Linked DNA regions of Mus musculus: all the other regions are linked to region 2. A link is a contact called in public ChIA-PET and promoter capture Hi-C data. All regions are on one chromosome and are shown on one strand. The core of a region is the stretch at or near the end of the contact, and the rest is flanking DNA. Distances in the headings are between cores, read along the strand shown. Region 1 overlaps Pcyt1a (phosphate cytidylyltransferase 1, choline, alpha isoform). Region 2 holds the start of Tfrc (transferrin receptor). Region 3 overlaps Muc4 (mucin 4).

What was found. Promoter capture Hi-C pulls out the DNA fragments that hold promoters and counts their contacts. ChIA-PET counts read pairs in DNA pulled down with a chosen protein or histone mark.
Region 1: a promoter capture Hi-C map of neural stem cells shows a contact between it and region 2. The contact joins the enhancer-like site here to the promoter of Tfrc in region 2. A contact is called at or near these places in 1 of 39 promoter capture datasets (neural stem cells), 3 of 484 Hi-C or Micro-C datasets (LSK cells, cardiomyocytes and myeloid progenitors), 4 of 115 datasets of contacts at active chromatin or transcription factors (the SCID.adh cell line, embryonic stem cells and forebrain) and 3 of 9 other capture datasets (adipose tissue, liver and pancreatic islet).
Region 3: an RNA polymerase II ChIA-PET map of memory CD8 T cells shows a contact between it and region 2, with 44 read pairs. The contact joins the enhancer-like site here to the promoter of Tfrc in region 2. A contact is called at or near these places in 1 of 39 promoter capture datasets (the 3T3-L1 cell line), 3 of 115 datasets of contacts at active chromatin or transcription factors (effector CD8 T cells, memory CD8 T cells and pancreatic cancer cells) and 1 of 9 other capture datasets (adipose tissue).

The regions. Positions count from the first base shown.
Region 1 is chr16:32,455,414-32,459,729 of GRCm38.p6, reverse strand. All of the region lies in intron 3 of Pcyt1a (phosphate cytidylyltransferase 1, choline, alpha isoform), which reads right to left. Among named protein-coding and RNA genes, the nearest start is that of Pcyt1a, 27 kb to the right of the region's middle. Within about 2 kb of position 1,524, at least 29 of the 459 cell types and tissues checked have an H3K27ac peak or open chromatin away from gene starts, as enhancers often do. A contact at or near this core is called in myeloid progenitors and neural stem cells, where this site is marked.
Region 2 is chr16:32,606,608-32,611,134 of GRCm38.p6, reverse strand. It overlaps Tfrc (transferrin receptor), which reads right to left and starts at 2,239. Exons shown (of 19, transcript NM_011638.4): 1 at 2,099-2,239.
Region 3 is chr16:32,748,277-32,752,629 of GRCm38.p6, reverse strand. It overlaps Muc4 (mucin 4), which reads right to left. Exons shown (of 27, transcript NM_080457.3): 2 at 1-2,433. Among named protein-coding and RNA genes, the nearest start is that of Muc4, 15 kb to the right of the region's middle. Within about 2 kb of position 1,754, at least 23 of the 459 cell types and tissues checked have an H3K27ac peak or open chromatin away from gene starts, as enhancers often do. A contact at or near this core is called in effector CD8 T cells and memory CD8 T cells, where this site is marked.

The sequences.
Region 1 (4,316 bases), core at 275-2,774, 150 kb after region 2:
TGGCTCCTTCGAGCCAGCCACTGTCACTCCAGGACACGGTCTTTCAGACATACTCTCACTGTGGCGTTGTTTGCAATAGCAAAGGTGTGGAGACAACACTTTACTGGAAAACTGAGCCCATGACATGGTGCAGGAGCCATAAGCTAGGTACTTGGACAGACACAAGAAGCTGATCGTCCTGGTTGCTGTTAAGAGAGACGTGATGGCGGGGAGACAGGCTGAGAGGAAGACTTCTCAATCTGCGTTCTTTCAGTGCTGTGGGTGCCACATCAGGTTATAATACAGGAAATACATTCTTACTGAAATTTTTGCTTTTATCTAGTATGTGTGTATGGGTATAAAAGAAAGAGACAGAGAGCAAGCATATGCAAGCACACCATGGAGACACATAGAGAACAGAGGACACTTGTGGGAGCCACTGTGTGGGGTCTGGGGACTGAACTCAGGCTGATGGGCTTGGCGGCAAGCTCCTTTACCTATGAATCAATCTTGCTGGCCCAAACATTAGAATTAAGTAAAACAGGACAATATAATAGAAAATAATAAGTGTGTTTCTTCCTTCCTTTGAGATAGGGTTTCTCTGTGTAGCTCTGGCTGTCCTGGAACTTACTCTGTAGATCAGGCTGGCCTGGAACTTACTCTGTAGATCAGGCTGGCCTCGAACTCAGCGAGATCCTCCAAGCCTCTGCCTCCGGAGTGCTGAGATTAAAGGTTTGTGCTGCTGCCACCTGCTGTGGTTTTCTTTTGATACTAAGAATTAAAAACCCAGGGATCCCTGCACCTGCTTTACCATGGAGCTATGGCATTGTCCTATTGATGTTTATTTACTATTGTCCTATAACGTAAAGGTTAGCTCAAGTTGTCAACCAGCTTCCTTCCTTTTTAAACTTGGTTTATTTACCTACAGGACAAAATAAAATAAAACGTGAGTTGAGAATCAGCTGAGCAGTGGTAGCTCATGGCTTTAATCCCAGTACTCCTGCAAAGGCAGGAGGATCTCTTGAGTTTAAGGTTAGCCTGGGTTTATAGAGTAAGTTCCAGGACAGCCCAGGTTACACAGAGGAAACCGTGTCTCGAAAACAAAACAACAACAACAAAAACCATGAGTTGTTTTTTTTATCTACTTTTAATCCAAGAATTCATGAAGAAACTAACACTGGGTTTTCTGAAGCAAGGCTTGAGGGGCTATGACACCCTTTTACTTGATCCTAAAAGGCAGACTAGACGGTAAAAGCTACGAACATATTGTAGAATAGCCACAGCAAAGCAAGGGGTGGTCTGGCCGAGTAATCACTGTCTAGGGAGGGAAAAGCGGAATGTTACTCAGGAAGACTATTTGCCAGCACAATAAAACACAGCTGACCTTTCCCAAGCAACACGCACCTACACTTCTGCAGTGCCCCTTCCAAGTGCTCCACCGCAGCAGTATCCTGAGGAAGGCCTCACCTCCAGGCTCTGAGGGGAGCAATACGCATGACCATTTTAGCCAAATGGTCAGAAGGGGTCACTGTTGCAAAAGTCTCCGGAGAAGCAAGCACCAATAAGCCACACCCTGATTGGCAACTGTCTCATCTTGTTGAGAGCAACTGCCAGTCACTCTCTGGTTATAAATAAGGTGGCTGCATTACTCTTGCTAAGCAAGCAGATGCCTTCCCCAGCCAGGCAAAACCCAGTTTCAATTCACTGTCTACTGAGATATTCTGTCAATCAGTCACTACACACTGAACCCACAGTCTGAGGAGAGCTAAGCCTGTGCTCTTCCTCAGCGTCACACCCTCAGCCTACCACCACACATATTTTCAGTTTTTGAAATTACCAAGATGATATGTGGATAATCTAACAACACTCTGGGTAACTGTGCAGAGATCTGAGTAAGGTATTCTGAACGTGTGTCGTTATGCTATACATAAAAAGTTCCTGACTCATCAGATTTTATCCCATGGTTGAATGTGAAACATGAACTGTCCGTTGGCATTTTGAAATTTGACCTCCAGGCCAGTGAAATGACTCGGTGGATAAAGGTACTTGCCACCAAGCCTACCAACTTGAGTTCAGTTCCCAAGACATACGGTAGAAGGAGAGAACCAACTTCTGAAAGTTGTCCCTCATCTCAACATGCACACATAGACATACACACAAAATAAGTAGAGAAATGTAATTTTTTAAAAATTTAAGAGGCTACATAGTGAAAACCTGTCCCATTAAATAACAAATTAATTAAATTCGCTTCATGAATTAGAAAGGTAGTATAAGATGAGTCATATCTAGATACTTTTTTTTTTTTTTTTTTTTTTTTTGGGTTTTCGAGACAGGGTTTCTCTGTACAGTCCTGGCTGTCCTGGAACTCACTTTTTAGACCAGGCTGGCCTCGAACTCAGAAATCCGCCTGCCTCCGCCTCCCGAGTGCTGGGATTAAAGGCGTGAGCCACCACGCCCGGCTAAATACTTTTTGCATAAAAAGAATAATCTCAGGGGCTAGTATTTGTTGTTGTTTTAGGACTCTAGGTATTATAATAATAAATACAGCCAATGGGTCCTGGGATCCCCTAGCCAGAATGACATTGTCTAGCACCATTTCCAGTCACACTTTACTATTCATTACTTAGAAAAAAAACCATAAACACAATTAAGAAGTAATCACAGTGCACAACTTTTAATCCCAGTACTTGGGAGGCAGATCTCTGTGGGTTACAAGGCAACACAGAGAGACACTGTCAAAAACAAACCAAACCAAACTACAATCACCTTTAATCCCAAGGCTGGCACAGGGGTCAAGGAACAGAGGCAGGTGGCTCTTTGAGTTCCAGGTCAGCCTGGTCAGGTCTACAGAGTTCCAGGCCAACCAGGAACAAGGATGAGAGGTAAAATTCATAAACTCATTGCATATGTGCGAGACTGTATTGTGGTTGTAATGACCTCTTACTCTTTGTGCTTGCCTGGAGTTAAGTTCAGCCCTATATTGGTAGAATAGATAGCATACTTATCATGGTAATCAGAACAGGAAAAAGATTAGAAAAAAGTAAAGAAAGAATGGGAGATTTATAAAAAAGAAGGAATAGCTGCCTGACTGCTTATATGACTTAGCATTTACCACAAATGCTTATGAGATGTTTCATTTGTGTGGGTAGGTAGTCTATTTTGTTCCTTTTATTTGTTTGTTTTTTGTGTTTTACCTGCATATATGTCTTTCCGGTTTTTTGTTTGTTTGTTTGGTTGGTTGGTTGGTTGATTGGTTGGTTTTAGTTTTTTTTCAAGACAGGGTCTCACTATTTAGCCCTGGCTTTCCTGGAACTCACTCTTGTAGACCAGGCTGTACTTGATTTTAGAGATATGTTTGCCTCTACCTCCTGAGTGCTGGAATTTAAAATGTGCACCACCACACCCAGCTGTGTCTGTATATCTTGTGCATGCACTGCCCACAGAGGCCAAAAAGGGTGTCAAGTCCCTGAAACTGGAGTCAATGGGTGTGATGTTTGTATATGCTTGGGCCAGGGAGTAGCACTATTAGGAGGTGTGGCATTTTGGAGTAGGTGTGTCACTGTGGGTGTGGGCTTTAATACCCTTTGTCCTAGGCTGCCTGGAAGCCAGCCTTCAGATGAAGATGTAGAACTCTCAGCTCTGCCTGCACCATGCCTGCCTAGATGCTGCCCTGCTCCTACCTTGATGATAGACTGAACCTCTGAACCTGTAAGCCAGCCCCACTTAAATGTTGTCCTTTATAAGACTTGTCTTGGTCATGGTGTCTGTTCACAGCAGTAAAACCCTAATTAAGACAATGGATAAGTTATTTTTTTCTGTGAGGTTGGGTGGCTTTTTGAGACAGTGTCTCAACTTCAGTCTGGCCTCAAATTTGCTTTGTGATAGCCAAAGATGATTTGAAATGATCCTCCTGCCTCTACTTCCAAGCTGAGATTACAGGTGTAATTGTAGTTGACTGACACCATGAGAAAGAATTGTGGAAAAAATGCTGAGGCTAGGAAAAGTATATGACAGTATATTAATTATTTGGATATTTGTAAAAACAGACATAATCACAGGGCAAGAAATACAGGCTCTAGGTTTGATTTCTCTGCCTCACAAAAAACCAAATAAGCAAACAAGTCATAATTCAGCTAGAGCTAGCAAGATTCTTGTCTTGTCTTTTCTGCCACCCCGGGGATCAAACCCAGGTCCTTGAACACACTAGGCAGGCAACCTACCAATGAGCGACATTCTCAGCCATCAGGCTAATAGTTGTGATATTTTTTATTTGTTTTTCTGTTTCATGACCACTAAGCCAACAACCCACGAAACAAATGCATAACAAGGAAAACAAT
Region 2 (4,527 bases), core at 990-3,489:
TTTCAAATTCTGAGTTCACACAAAAGGAAGTTCCTTAATTGAGGGCCCGATCTAGATCCTCAAAATTAGTGCCGGCCCTGTTCTTTTAAGTCCTACTTCTTTACTACTGCAGTTGTAGCTCCCTGACCACCTATGAGATCCTTGACTTCTCTCCCAATCTTTATTTATTTATTTATATTTTGGTTTTTTGAGACAGGGTTTCTCTGTGTATCCCTGGCTGTCCTGGAACTCACTCTGTAGACCAGGCTGGCCTCGAACTCAAAAATCCACTTGCCTCTGCCTCCCAAGTGCTGGGATTAAAGGAATGGACCACGACTGCCCAGCTGTTGAGATGTTTTAAAGACAGGCTCTTACTCTTCAGCACTAGCTGACCTCAAACTCAGTGATCCACCTGCCTCTGCCTTACCCCCCAGTGCTGGGACCAAAGGTGTGTGGCACCATGCCCGACTGCAAAGGTTTTAGTTTTAAGAGCCTACTTTGCTGGGTGTGGTGGCACTTGCCTTTAATCTTATCACTCTCCAAACAGAAGCAGGTGGATCTGAGTTCAAGGCTACCCATGGATTCATAGGGGAGACCTTCTTTGGGAAATTGAAAAGGCAATAGGAAATAGGTAGCAGGTTTTCATTTCCATAGTTTTCTGAATAGCAACCAAAAGGTCAAAACCACTTGAGGTCACTGAAGTTTATTTTGTATAGCACTCATCTGGGAGAGAAGGAAATCACTTACACATAGTAGACCCAAGGCCTGAGGGTCGTTTAATTAACTTTCATTGTTGTCTAACCCAAATTTAGCCCATAATCTTGCCCTATTATAAATAAGCACATTGCCACAAGCATATAACTACTTAGCCTTAGGGTGGGGTTAGGCAGACAGATCTAACCAGTCAACACAGGCCAGGTTCACAGCCACCATTCCTTGACAACATCCTCTCTCAAAGTAAAAAGTATTATGCTCTCTATATAAAAAACAGCTGATATTGGATTCCTGTATAAAGCAGTTTATTATAATCCTTAACAGAAAATAAATGCAAGTGGACCCACACAAGCTAAATCCCGTTTTCTTTGTAGATAACATCCTGAATCAGCTTAAATGTCTTTGTCAAAGAGGTCATATTTCACAGCTCAGAGCCAACTCATCTAATCTTAGAATAAAAGTATCAGGTAGCCGAGAATTTCTGTAACACAACTATTTCCCACTTAAATCCTATTTAAAAAAAAATAGCACAGAATAGCCGAGAATTTCTGTAACACAACTATTTCCCACTTAAATCCTATTTTAAAAAAATAGCACAGAAACTGAACAGCAATCCAGTCCAGTCTTCTGCCTAAGTATAAGGAGATCATTTCATTTTACGCTCGGGACAAAGTGTGCTAACTGAAAAATTTGCAAATGCAGTTTTCTTACCCTCAAACACCATTTTAGAGAGCTGTCCAACACCAGGGTGCACGCTGGTTCTCTACAGCTAGTTCTAAAAGAGCTCGTACAAAGAGGTCGTATTTCTACGTTCTCCCATCTTAGGAGATGCTAGAGACGTTCTTAGTATTACCTGCAGCGTTCAGACCTATTCTGCCCTAGAAAAATGAGATTCCACACGCTGGGCCAAGAGGGAGAGACTGGCAAAAAAACCGACCAGGTGGTGCCGAAGTTCCAACGTGCAGTTATTGGAAGCTCCCCCCGCCCCTCTAAATGTCCGTGACACTAGTAACCGAATAGAAAACAGCTTTGTCCTTTTCAGCTGTGACGCCCTCCTGCGAGGGGCCCCAAGGTCACCCACGTACCCCGACAGCCGTTCCCTGGGGCGACTTCCTCCAGCCGCCACCACGTGCTCCCGGCGGAACAAGCCTGCGCCTCAGCGTGGTGACTCTCGAACCCGCGGCCTAGCACTGGCCTGCGAAGGCCCGGAGGACCCGAGGGGCGCAGGGTACAGCGGCTCCCCACACCCACCGCGCTGCACCTGCAACCCGCGCTCCTCAGCCCCGGACTCCGCGACACCCCTCCGCCTCCCCGCCCGCACCACCCAGGCCCTGGCGTCTCGCTCTGGTCCGCCCGCCACGCGAGGACCACGATGGGCCGTGCCGCTGACAAGGGAGTCACTCACTAGGAAGCGCCTCTACAGTCCGCAATGCAGCAGCCCGCGCTCCGCACGCCTTCTGAAGGCAGCGCTGCCTCCCACCCAAAGCTTATAGCTCGGCCCCACCCCCCGGCCGGCCCTCTGGATCTACGTCACTTCCTTCCGCACGTACACCTACCGAGGTGCTCCCCCAAGACCGCTGGAGGCGAACTGCGCGCGCAGCCAGTGCGTGCGCGGAGTAGCCTAGAAAAGGCGCCAAGGCGGCAGGTGTCGGGAGAGCGCGTGCGATTGGCTGCGGCTCGCTTTCTCCACCGCACCCCTCCCCCGCCGTGTCTTTGGAGTTGGCCTGTCGCCCTCCGCCTAACCTTGACCGACACCCAACCCTGCGGTGCAAGTTCGAAAGTATCAGCCTTTACTCTTTAAAATATTCCTACTTGCAGGCTTAGGTCTCCGCCAAAACCATATCCTAAAGACGAGTTTTTGCAGCTCAGAGATGCTTTAAAGGAAAAACTTTAAAGCAAAACTGCAAATCTTTTTTTTTTTTTTTTTTAGATTTTAACAAGCAGCGCTTAAGCCAAGCAAAGAGCTACCAGTGCTCACTATGTTCAGCCTATGGAAGGGAAATAGGAACCAATGATTTACTAGGGTGATAAAGTTGTAGATTAACTTGCATGTTTATCGCCATTATTGCTTTTAGAGGGTTGTTGCAATGCATAGCAAATAAAAGGAGTTCTGTTAAAACTGCAAACGTTCACACTCTTTTCTTCCTATCTGTACTTTACTGCCCAGCCTGTGGTAAATTTACAAATAACAAAGAGAGTGGTATCTTAAACCACAACAGGACTACAGATAGCGCGCTCCCAGATGGAGCCCTTAGGGACCCTGGGAATGTCTTTTAAAGTACTAATCTACTTCCCAGCCACGAATTTGACCTTTGGCTTATCTGCTCTAAAATTCAACGCGTATTTGGGATTTACTAACTGCTGGTCCCTTTAGACCCTTCTTTGTCCAAATTGTACTACTCCAGAAAATATATATAAAGCCAGAGCACACAGCCATTGAGAGATCTCTGAAATTCAGACCATAAGCAGGTCTTGGTGGCACAGGCCTTAATTCCAGTGAAAGGCAGAGCAGGCATATCTCTTGAGTTCAGGCCAGCCTGGTCTACATAGAGAGTTCCAGAACAACCAGGGCTACAAAAAGAAACCCTGTCTAAAAACAATAAAACAAAAAACAAAAAAGGAAGAGGAAGAGGAAGAAGAGGGGGTAAGGAAGAGGAGGAGGGAGAGGGGGATGGGAGAGAAGAGGAAGAGGAAGGGGAAGAGGAAGAGGAAGAAGAAAAAAAAAAGAAGAAATAATGATTCCGGCTATAGACTGAGTCCCTGTAAGAGAAGCACAGAAGCACACAGCAGTGTTTGGTACCCCCATAGCTCAGAATTTGGAGCAGAAAGATGGGTGACTTCCAGGCCAGCTTAGGCTGTACAGCAAGAACCTCCATCTCAAAAAACAAATGAAAACAATGATGGCAGTTTGAAGTGAAGGTCTTTCTGTTTCACTTAAATTTTTTATTCTATTTTTAGTGTGTGTGTGTGTGTGTGTGTGTGTGTGGTTATGAACCTGGGTGCTCATGAAGTCAGAGGACAATGTTTGGGAGTTGGTTGCCTCCCATCTTGTGCAGGATCAAACATAGGTATTTACTGGGCCATCTTATGGCAAAAAAAAAAAAAAAAATTTTTTTTCTTAAAGACTGGGTCTCGGGGAGATGGGAGAGGAAGTTTGTGGAGGGGAAACTGGGAAAGAGGATAACATTTGAAATGTAAATAAATAAAATATCCAATAAGAAGAAAGAAAGGGAGAGAGAGAGAGAGGGAGGGGGAGAGGGAGACTTGATCTCATGTAGCCCAGGCTGGTCTAATCCTCCAGTCTCCATCTCCAAAGTGCTGGGAGTACAAGCCTATGCTACTACACCCAGGATGCTAAAGAAGGAGCCCGGGGCATCCTGGGTGGTAGGCAAGCTCTCTACTAACTGAGCTGCACCAAGCCTGGGGTGAAAATTTGATACCTTTGTGAAAATAAATAAATAAATAAATAAATAAATGGTTTAGGAAATGCAATTGAATACTATTTGTTTCTATGGAATTGCAAGTAGTAGTTTTATACTAACTAACAGAAATTATAAAGTCAACATCAAAGAGAATGCCAATATTTTTCTTTTCACACTTGATCTTAGCCAAAAGGCCGAGAAGTGGTAATAATTTTCTTTTCATGCATTATCGAGTGATAGTGGACTCGATATGATTAACTCCCCCACTAACCCCTTTTGCCGGGAGGTTTGCAGGCTCCCCCTCCTCTGCAACCTCAAGAAAATGAATGGTAATTTGTCTTCCTTTGTTGCAGAGCTTGTATATAACAGAATAGAAAAGAAACCATTTCTTTTGCCTCCTATTCTATACATT
Region 3 (4,353 bases), core at 505-3,004, 140 kb before region 2:
GGCTTGTGGTAGTTTGAGGATTGCTGCTGGTCCCCTTGCTTCCAGTGTGTTGGCTCTGAGGAAGGGTTGACAAAATTTGAGTTGAGGTGATGGGTGTTGACACTGTTGACATGTTCTGGGATGAAGGTGAGACCTGTGTGGTGGCAGGTGTAGAACCTTGAGTCCTTACTGCTATTGTGTGTCTTGTGTCTACTGAGGTACTTTGAGTGGAGGATGTTGTGGTTAACATGTGTGTTGTACTTGGAGCTGAGCTGCTCATGATGGAAGCATATGAGGTGGTTGTCTCACCAGGAGAGATTGTTCTTTGGGAACTTGTCTCTGTCTGAATTTGGTCACGTGAGGTGGCTGAAGGATTTGATGTGGTCACCACTGGGGTGGTGGTAGTTTGAGGATTGCTGCTGGTCCCCTTGCTTCCAGTGTGTTGGCTCTGAGGAAAGGTTGACAAAATTTGAGTTGAGGTGATGGGTGCTGACACTGTTGACATGTTCTGGGATGAAGGTGAGACCTGTGTGGTGGCAGGTGTAGATCCTTGATTCGTTAATGTTGTAGTGTGTCTTGTGTCTACTGAGGTACTTTGAGTGGAGGATGTTGTGGATAACATATGTGTTGTACTTGGAGCTGAGCTGCTCATGATGGGAGCATATGAGGTGGTTGTCTCACCAGGAGAGATTGTGTTTTGGGAACTTGTCTCTGTCTGAATTTGGTCATGGGTGGTGGCTGAAGGAGTTGATGTGGTCACCTCTGTGGTGGTGGTAGTTTGAGGATTGCTGCTGGTCCCCTTGCTTCCAGTGTGTTGGCTCTGAGAAAGGGTTGACAATTTGTGAGTAGAGGTGATGGGTGTTGACACTGTTGACGTATTCTGGGATGAAGGTGTCAATGAGGTCTGTGTGATGGCAGGTGTAGAACCTTGAGCTGTTACTGATGTTGTTTGTCCTGTGTCTACTGAGGTACTTTGATTGGAGGATGTTGTGGATAACATGTGTGTTGTACTTGGAGCTGAGCTGCTCATGCTGGGAGCATGTGATGTCCTTTTCTCGCCAGGAGAGTTTGTTCTTTGGGAACTTGTCTCTGTCTGAATTTTGTCACGTGAGGAGGCTGAAGGAGTTGATGTGTTCACCTTGGTGTTTGTGGTTGTTTGAGATTTGCTGCTGGTCCCCTTGCTTTGAATATGTTGGCTGTAAGAAGATGTTAATTCCTGAGTAGACGTGCTGTGTGTTGGCAATTTCTGGGATGAAGGTGTCATCGAGACCTGTGTGGTGTCAGGTGTAGAAACTTTAGTAGTTATTGCCTTTGTTTGTTTTGTGTCTACTGAGGTACTTTTTGTGGAGGGCATTGTGGTTAGTATCTGTGATGTCTTTGGTGGTGAGCTTCTCATGTTCGGAGCATGTGAGGTGGTTGTCTCACCAGGAGAGATTGTTTTTGGGGAATTTGTCTCTGTCTGAATTTGGTGAAGTGAGGAGGCTGAAGGGGTTGATGTGGTCACCTCTATGGTTGTGGTGGTTTGAGGTTGTCTGCTGGTGTCCATGCTTTCAGTGTGTTGGTTCTGAGGAAGGGTTGACATTTTTTGACTTGAATTGATGAGTGTTGACACTGGTGACAGTTTTTGTGGTGTAGATGTTGTTGAGACTTTCGTGGTATGTGTTGTAGAGTTCTGAGTAATCCTCAGAGTTGTGTTTCCTGGAGCAGAGTCTGTAGAGGATGTTTGGGTGAGCACTTCTGTTGTAGTTAGTGATGTACTGCTGACACCAGAAGTAGATGGCTTGGTTCTTTTATCTGAAGATGATGTCACTTGAGACATTGTCTGTGCAGGAGTTGAGTCACTTGTAGAGGTTGAAAGAGTTGATGTGACTATGTTGACTTGAGATTTGCTGCTGGTCTGCTTGCTTCCAGTGTGTTGTCTCTGAGTAAGAGTTGAGGTGATGGGTGTTGACACTGTTGACATATTCTGGGATGAAGGTGTCAGTGAGACTTGTGCGGTGGCAGGTGTTAAACCTTGAGTTGTTATTGCTGTTGTGTGTCCTGAGTCTACTGAGGTACTTTCTGTGGAGGATGTTGTGGTTAACATGTGTGTTGTACTTGGAGCTGAGCTGCTGATACTGGGAGCATGTGAGGTGGTTGTTCCATCAGGAGAGATTGTTCTTTGAGAACTTGTCTCTGTCTGTATTTGGTCACGTGAGGAGGCTGAAGGAGTTGATGTGGTCACCTCGGTGGTTGTGGTGGTTTGAGGTTTGCTGGTCTCCATGCTTGTAGTATGATGGCTCTGAGAAACTGTTGTTATGGAACTTGGAGTATCCCTTGTTGATGTTTGTTCTGTTTTACTTGTCCTTCTGTCAGAAGATGTTGATGAGGTCGATGCTTGTGAGCTCATTTGGGATGTTCTGGTGCTGCTGGAAAGGGACATGGGTGTCTGTGTTGATGTTGTTGCTAGAGCATCTTCTTGAAATAAAACAAACAACGACTTTATTATCTTGCAGAATTTGTTTAGATAAATGGTAACTTCTAACTGAATTCTTTCATTCAGCTAACAATCCTTTTAACTTCTCTACATACTGATTTCTGTGTAGTTTCACTTACTTAACCACAGTTATGAGTTCTGCACACAAGTACACACCAATTTACTGATAAATAGTGCAGTAACTTGCGATGGTGTTTTGCTTGCATTATTGATGTTTTTGAAAACTAGTTACATCTGATGGATCCCATGAAACCTGGACATTCCTCAGGTTAAACTGGGAAGCCAAGAGCCATCTGCCACGTCTACAACACTATATTATTAAAGCACGCACACAGATCATGTGATCAAAAGCTCTCCAATTAAAGCTGTGCAGGAGGGTGAGCAGCACATCACAGCCCTGTCTTACTGAGTTTAAAGGCATCTTTAGGAATCCAGAGAAATATTTTCTGTTAGTAACTTTTATCATGAGAATGAAAGAATCCATCTAAATCATGCATCCAGCTTGCCTCAATTGCATTCATCTTCAGCAATACAGGTAGAAAATACAGTGTTCAGGTTTTTTTCCTTCCCAGAGGAAAGGGACCCAAAAAAAGAAAAATACCTAGGACCTATGAGAATCTTAAGAGATAGCTCAGCAGTTAAGAGCACCGAATGCTCTTCCAGAGGTTCTGAATTCCATTCCCTGCAACCACATGGGGGTTCACTACCATCTTTTATTGGATCTGATGCCCCCTTCTCGTGGGTCTGAAGACAGCTACAATCTGAAGATGAGTTGCAGTGTACTCATATATACAATATAAATAAATAAATCTTTAAAAATCACAACAGGGGGTTAGAGGACATCCTATCCACCCCATTTTATGGATGAGCAGTGACACTTCTCTAAAAGAATTGTGCAGTACATGTGGCCTGCCGAGTCCTTCAGGACAGCCTGTTTCCTAGTAGGAGAGAGAGAGAGAGAGAGAGAGAGCACTGAGTAAATAAAACCATAAGTAAGCCAGGATGGGGCAGCAGTTACAGCATGCATGGGTTAGTGCAGCCAGCACTTAATGTAGAAAGCATGCTTACATCCACGCATGCCTTTGGTTTTCACAACATCTGCATAAGTAAGGGTCATTATCCCCCCAATTTTCTAAATGACTAGAGACTGAGACCTGACTTTTCCAAAACTTCCAGCTCTTCCTGGGAAGCCAAGACCAATACCCCAGCTCTTCAGAGTTCTCCACATCGTTCCCTGCTCTATTCAAAGTTCTGGAGAACAGACGCCCTGGAGCTCAGTGAGCCAGACCCAGCCTGGAGAGGAAGAGGGAGCTTGGGGACAAGAATGGAATAGAGGCAACAGCAGAGTAGGAAGTGCAGAGCCCTGAAAGATTCACTCAAAGTACCAGGCGGTCTTATGTCTTAGAGAGGGTGACCACAGTGTAGATCCTGCTGCTTCATCCACAGCACAATTGGCAGTGTGGAAATTCTACAGGTTACGAGACAGGAGCAGTGGCCATGAGCACGTGCTTCTCTTGCAGAGAACGGGGTTGAGTCCCCCAAGTTCCACATCCAGCAACTCAGTCTCCTATGACTTCAGCCCCAGTGGATCTGCTCTCTGCAGGGACCTGCACCCCCATGCACCCCAACATACATACATACATACATACATACATACATACATACATACACATACATACATACATGACTACGAATAAAAACTATAAATCAGGCAGTGGCCGTACACACCTCTTATCCCAGCATTTAGGAGGCAGATGCAGGCAAATCTCTATGAGTTCGAGGCCAGCCTGGTCTACAGAGCAAGTTCCAGGACAGCCTAGGCTACACAGAGAAACCTTGTCTCAAAATAATAATAATAATAATAATAAAACATTTTAAAATATTCTAGATGTTGGGAA